Regions from separate parts of the Drosophila melanogaster genome. Here region 2 is linked to region 1. A link is a contact called in public targeted proximity ligation data. All regions are on one chromosome and are shown on one strand. The core of a region is the stretch at or near the end of the contact, and the rest is flanking DNA. Distances in the headings are between cores, read along the strand shown.

The links.
Region 2: a contact with region 1 is called in a targeted proximity ligation map of the Kc167 cell line, with 3 times the contacts expected there. A contact is called at or near these places in 10 of 107 Hi-C or Micro-C datasets (the ML-DmBG3-c2 cell line, the PNm cell line, the S2 cell line and 4 more) and 1 of 7 datasets of targeted methods (the Kc167 cell line).

What each region holds. Positions count from the first base shown.
Region 1 is chr2L:12,839,577-12,843,010 of dm6, reverse strand. It overlaps lncRNA:CR44971 (long non-coding RNA:CR44971), which reads right to left and starts at 1,494. Exons shown (of 2, transcript NR_124227.1): 1 at 1,332-1,494; 2 at 1,116-1,268. It overlaps lncRNA:CR44970 (long non-coding RNA:CR44970), which reads right to left and starts at 2,116. Exons shown (of 2, transcript NR_124226.1): 1 at 2,018-2,116; 2 at 1,688-1,931.
Region 2 is chr2L:12,923,758-12,927,193 of dm6, reverse strand. It overlaps ACXE (Adenylyl cyclase X E), which reads right to left and starts at 1,583. Exons shown (of 12, transcript NM_144344.3): 1 at 1,504-1,583; 2 at 1,302-1,442; 3 at 1,002-1,161; 4 at 167-938; 5 at 1-87. The coding sequence starts at 1,575. It overlaps ACXA (Adenylyl cyclase X A), which reads right to left. Exons shown (of 12, transcript NM_138990.2): 8 at 3,067-3,428; 9 at 2,915-3,009; 10 at 2,699-2,850; 11 at 2,506-2,650; 12 at 1,741-2,435. The coding sequence ends at 1,933.

The sequences.
Region 1 (3,434 bases), core at 245-2,744:
ATATTCGATCGGATGTCCAATAATTCATACCGGAAAAGAAGGCATAATATACCATGGTCAAAAAATTGGCCATACTATTCATTTCAGCCTATTATATGCATGGTTTTTATAATTCAAGCCCAACAAAAAAAAATTATATATAGCCCGTTTAGAATGTGTGCTAAAAGAGTCGGCTTTGAAGGGATAGGGACCTTGAATTGGTGTCGCCTTTGAGGGCCAAAAATAAAATGCCAAAGCCCGGATCGATGCGAAAGTGGGAAGAAGCCGTCTAATAAGTTTCGCGCCAATTGGCACTGAAATATGATTGGGACTCGGGCCGAAAGTGCCACATGCTGGCTTGGAACTTGGCCGACAACTGTTGTTCGAAATAGGCGCATTTTTTCTGGCCGCATCGCTTTTTTTTTGGCCCGATCACGTGCCGGTCGTCAGTTGTTGGGCCTCCGCCTGAGGATGGGATCTGGTGGATCGGGACAGCTAATTGTGTGAAATTTCATTCATCGGACAGCAAGATTCCCTGAAATGCAAGCCGCAAAATTAAGTTTTAGTAACCGAGCGAATTCTTAACGCTCGACTGAGCCTCACACCGCAACGACGAGGCAGAAATGTTTTGGTCTCTGTCGATTTTGGCAGGAAATTAAATTCGATGTATCGCCCAAGGTGGGGAGCGAATGGATGGAGGGATCCCCAGCTTGACTGGGCTTTCGTTTTTTGCTCATTGCCAACGGAGAACGGAGAAGAGCCTTTTGCCAACTGAAAATTCATGCGGCTTCATTTATTTATGTGTACTCTATGCAAGAAGCATGGATACTTTGGGCAAATACATAGATGTGTCTAAATAAAAGTTTATATTTAAAATATGTATGCTTTATAAATCTACAATCAATAACTAAATTTTATTGTCATGAAATTATAGTGGCTTTTGAATATAAACAATGCTTAAAATAAACTGAATATATTATCGAACGTTACTTTATGATGTTTTAAAAAAGAAATGTTTTTTTTTTATGTTCAATCCAAGAGTATCCACACATTTGCATTAACTTTAGTGCAAACTCGCTGGTTTGCCCTTTTTGTTCTTTGTTGATTCCTTTGGTCTCATCATCGCTTTCTGGTTTATTTTCTGCTAGCCAGTAAATAAACCGGAGATGACTTTGCGGTTTTCATTGTGAGCTCAACTGGGCTGCTCTGTGCGAAATAGAAGCAACTGAAACCGAAATGGAGACTAAGACCGTCTCAGTTTTTGGCCGGGATGTGGCTGGAGCCCTCATCTGCGAGAGTTGGGGAAGTTCGGATGGGTTATTATAATTACTGCTCCCAGGGATACACTTAACTGGTTGCAGCGTCATGAATAAAATCGCCGCAGGATATGCATTCCGGTATCCTCGGCAGGCTCGAGGCACAGGATGTGCTTGACTGACCCCAAAAAATGCAGATTGTATCGACTCCACGCGGGCGACCTTCGATTGACTACCCCTCGAATTTCGGATTCAAGTTGAGCGAAATAAATTGATTTACATCCGGGCAGGGCTCATATAAATGAGGATTGCACTTGAAGTAATTTTTATATGAACCAAACCTAAAATGCACCATAATTGTAGAGTGTTGATTGTGTGTCTTTTAGTTTAGCAAAAAATTACAAACTTTCTTTTATTCAAATAGCTAATACATATAGATCATAGTTCTCTTTATAGGATTGATTTCGGGGAAAAGAATTTTCTTTCTGTGTAGATGTTTCGACGCCACGAGGAGCTGTGCCCACGCCCAGACAAGAAAGGCCACTTTAGCCAAAGAATTGCCAATGAACTGGAGATGAGCTCTGTCTCCGCATGCAGCGAGTCCTGGCTACCTCCTGACTACCTCCTGGTTCCCTCCTGCTCCTCCATATCCGTCTTCTCCTTGCTGGCTGGCGACAATAAGTCATTGTCAAGGTGCTGAAAACGACAACGACAGTCGGAGCAGATGCCAGGGCTTTTGCATGTGGGCAGGGCCGGAGATGCAAGCTGGTTTGCCCACCTACCTGACGACGGACTGCCTTGCAGTTCAGCCTTCGGTGCTCCCATCCACCGCTCCCTGTCCTGCCTGACATGGCAATCCAATGAAGTTAATTAAATAAAAATAAAGCGACAGCAAACGGAATTGCAATGGAGCAACGAAGAGCGAAGACTGCACTCAGCCTCGGATATGCAGTACTGCAGTGAATGTGGCTATGGATGTGGATGCAACAAAAGGCGCGGCCGAGGAGTGACAACAAGCCGAAAAACCAAGCAAAAAATATGGAACGTTCAACCAGAGCCGGAACTTAGGATACCCAATGCTGAGATTTATAGCGATTTGCAAGGGCCATGATTATAAAATTATTGAACTCATAAATTCAAAATAGTATAAGCATAGGAAAGGGTAAGATATCTAGATAGAGTAAACTGATTTGTCTAGGAATATCTCGCGCAAACTGCACTTGCACTTCTACTGCTCGGCTATTATACATACCCAATCCCATTTTTAACTACAGGGTAGCTAAAAGAAAACAGCTATATACACATTGCTAAAGCAATGTTCGCAAAAGGTATGCCCCAGGTTCGCCCACACTCCGTTGAATCCCAGGCAGTGTCAGTTGCTGAAAATCTTGCCAAGTAGATCACATGAGCGTGGAATGCCAGCGAACGCCCACTGCCACGATGCCGATGACGAGTGGGCTTCAGCTGGAAATCTGGGAGAGACCTGGATAGACACGGATCAGGAACTCCCACATAATTATGAGCTTGATGCTAACTCCGCTCGAGGAAAAGAAAGCACAACTAAAGTCTTGCATGCATTGAAAAACCCATAAATCTTATGCAGATTTTAGTAAGACTCGTGGAAATATTTGTTTGATGTCGAAGCGCATTATAGCGGATACGTAAGGAGATATCAAATTTGATTATATCTTTTAGAAAAATATTTGTTGGACGACAAATTTAGTTTTCATTTAATTCAATTTTATGGCCGTATTAGATTTAGCTTTCGGCTAAAATACCTTGTATTATTTATTATTGATAATTTCACGGGTATAAAAACCATTTAGAATGCCAAATGATGCCAACTGTTTGCCAATTGCTGCCATTCGCTGACACCTCCAAGTGCCCATTAATGTCAACTCAATCATGGGGAATGCGAAATTCAAAAGATGCGCACAACAATAAGGCGATTAAAAATGGGTAACCGTTGGATAAAGTCCTCCGATGAAGGCAATGAAAGGGAGGAGTAAAAAGGTTTGGCAGCGAATTTTTTCCACCGACTTTTTTGACAACGGAATGACATATACAGGACTAGGGTCGCGAAAGTGAATGGAGGGGGGGGCTAAAAAGACAGTTTAAGAGGCAACCCTAATCAGCGCGCGGCGCACTTGTGTTCGACGTTAGACGTCAATTAGGTGGCCGTGTACCCATCGACAGGGC
Region 2 (3,436 bases), core at 334-2,833, 84 kb before region 1:
TGCAGCTTGGCCTCCCCGATGACCCCAGCAAACAGATTGCCCGAATGAACTCCAATGCGCATATTTATGTCCAAGCCGTGAATGTCCCTACGAAATTGGGGCCAAGAATAGTAGTGAGAATTTTGGGAGTTTAAGAAACTGTATATGTATCTTATATGTAACTTACCGCACCTCCATAATGTGGTTGATCATGGAAAGACCTAGGATAACACAGTTATTGGCGTGATCGGGATCGGGGTCCGACAGACCCGCCACACAGTAGTAGCAGTCCCCCAGGAACTTGATGCGCTGCACCTTGTAGCGATAGGCAGCCAAATCGAATCTGCCGTAGAGATCGTGCAGGACCTTCACCAACATCTCCACCGTCAGTGTGGTAGTCAAGTGAGTGTAGTTCACGACGTCTGCATACAGGATGGAGACATCGGGATGGATCTGTATGGCCATTGTGCGCTCCATGGCGGTCCAGGAGTGAATACCTTGCTTTGCCATTACGATCCTGCCCTGAATGTCTTTCTGCAGGGGCAGGGAGATCTGCGGCGGCAGGATGCTGTCCAGCAACTGCTTCTCCTGCAGCCGTGCGTTGCGCAGCCAAATCTTCTCCTTGATGTACTGGTGTCGGTCCAGAAAGGAGGAGCGCACCACCGTGTCGTTCATAACGCGGTAGAAAATGCCTACAAGATTTAGGCACAGATAGTGCACAATGTCCACCGACATTCCGCCGACCGAGAATAGTGCAGACGCAAACTGGGCGAAGCCCTGGGCAATGAAGATCACAAAGTAGAGTATATAGAGACCGGACACCAACAGAGCCAGCAGGACTGCACCGCTGATGAAGTGGATCGGCAGGAACATGTATATCATGTATATTATGTAGGTGTCGTAAAATGTGCCCAGTATCCAGCTGTGCGCATACGTGTGGTAAATTGATTCAGTTAGGTCTAATGGTAATAAATGTATATAATATAAGGGATATGTTTTAATGATGATAACGAAATACCAACCAGCGAATACCAAAGTCAGGGAGGCAAATATCGAGCTGGCATACATGTACCACGTGTGTTTCGCAATAAATTCATCGCAGAAGTTAACACTCAGCACAAGTATAAGGACCAATGCGCATCCTATGGAAAGGGCTACATCGAAATAAATAATTGATCGGCGCTACAAAAGGTACAATAACGAGAATAAAACATATATATAAAAGAATTACAAGATGGAAGAAAAACATCTCATTTAATGGTTTTTTAAATATGTTGTGCAACTGTTGGTCTAAAATTGTATCTAGGTTAGGCGGTTCTTACCTCAATCGTTGCTAAAAGTAGGGCACAGTGCACGGAGGTAACGAATATATGCAGCATAAAAAAAGTGAGTAGGTAACTCTTCCAAAGCCGTATCCGATACAGTCGAAACTCGCTCTCCAAACGCAACTCTGCACATTTAGCCTAGAATATTCGGACATAGAATATTAATAAAAGAATTCCAGGTCCAAAGACTTAATTTTACCTTGAGGTAGCCAGGTTCCCACATGCGTTCCTTTGAATAATTAAGCTGACAATTTCCTAGGGAGCGAGGCATTTCGTTTTACCAGCTTATCTTACCTGGCTTTTGTTTTCGATTGACAAGACTCAGCAGAACAATTTAAGCATCGAACACACAGCCTACTTTAACCAGATTTTTCGCTTTATAAAAGGAACTTGTTGAACCCTCCAAAGGATTGAAAAAAATGGGACAAAACGTTCTAAGGTATTACAAATATGTATTTTCCACATAATTTTTACAAGATTTGAGTCCACATCATTTTGTAAGGCTACGCATCTCAAATTTTACAGACAAGAACTACGATCTCAAAATTTGAGAAACGAAGCCTTCAATATGCATTTGCGATTCGAATTCCATATTGAGAAGAATTTGCCGAAAAAATTTGTATCTGTCTTAGGAGCCGTCCAGGTCATGGTTTAGATCTGGATTAGATGGGTTCTCAGAAAGTCTATCGATTTTCTTGGACATGAACTTTAGGTCTTTATCGATGCCCACAAAATAGGTGGGAATTTCACCACGACCCTTCACAAAGGTTAAGCCGCGATAATAGCACATAACATCGAACTCCTCGAGCGTTTGGGCAGTCTCCTTTGTAACCTGTATATGTCCAGACAAACCAGTCGATTCCATTCGGGAGGCCATATTGACCGGGTTCCCCCAGATGTCGTAGTGCGGCTGGGAAGCGCCTACCACTCCAGCCATTATCTGACCCGTAGAGATACCGATCCTTATCTCGCCGGTGGACAAAGCCCGATCAAATGGTTCTCCGGCGTAAGCCTTGTTGCACACCGACAGAACGCGCATCAGGTCCAGAGCAAACGTAGCCATTATAAAAGCCACCTCATCATGGTTCTTCTCTTTTATAGATGACTCCAAACGAGAACGCACCTGTTCTACTGAATTAATCAAATATACCCATATCACATTAGAAGACCTATATTAAGAACCAATGCATTTGGCACTTACATTCGGATGACAATGATGTACTGCCAAAATTCGAGTTGCTATCAAGGTTTTCAATCAGGCTAAAGTCCAATCCACAGGCTGCCATATAAGTGCATCCGACGACTTTGATCTTCTCGACTACGTAATATTGCTTGTACGCAGAAAGCTGCAATCGGAAAGTATAGTATAGTCGTAAATTAAAATCAATACTTACCAATCTGTCGAACGCTGTGATGATATCATTTAGCACTCTTAAGCTGGGCAAATCCATTTGAAAGTTTGTGAGCATGGCAAACATGACTGATACCATTCGATAGTTTTCATAATAGAGTTCGTGTTTGGCTATAGAGCTGAGATATACCTCGACTGCGAAAGAGAACTAAGAACTGAGATACTAAGCTTCTTGGGGCGATATTCTTAGCAAACTGACCAACATGAGATGGAAGAATGTTGTTAAGCAGGATTATGATGGACTGGTTAGTTACATCGGCCGATTTTTGCTTGTTTTGCAAGTCCAGGTTGAGCCTGCAATCAGTTAGGAAAATCAGTAAATCAGCTGATTTAAAGAAAGTATTTGCTTACTTGTAGTTCATTTTAGTGTTGAACTCTGACTGACGCTCCTTAGCGTACATAGTAATCAACATCATGCACACCCTGCAGGAATGAGCTATTTCAGCCTTTAAATAGGGCGATGTGGTAACACTGTGCTCGAAAATGAACGCGTACTGGAAACACACAACCAGGACGAAAACCACTGCTTCGGCGCAACCGATAAAGGTCTTGAGGGCGAAGGGAATGCGGGCGAAGGTGTAACTCATTCCCAGGATAAGGGCCATCATGTTCGTATAGGCCCAGGGGTGGAAGCAGGTAAACGGATCCATGTCATAGTTGTAGAGCTTGCTCTCTATAATGTCCAACTCATATTGGTCCTTTTCACAGCTCATCTTTGGGC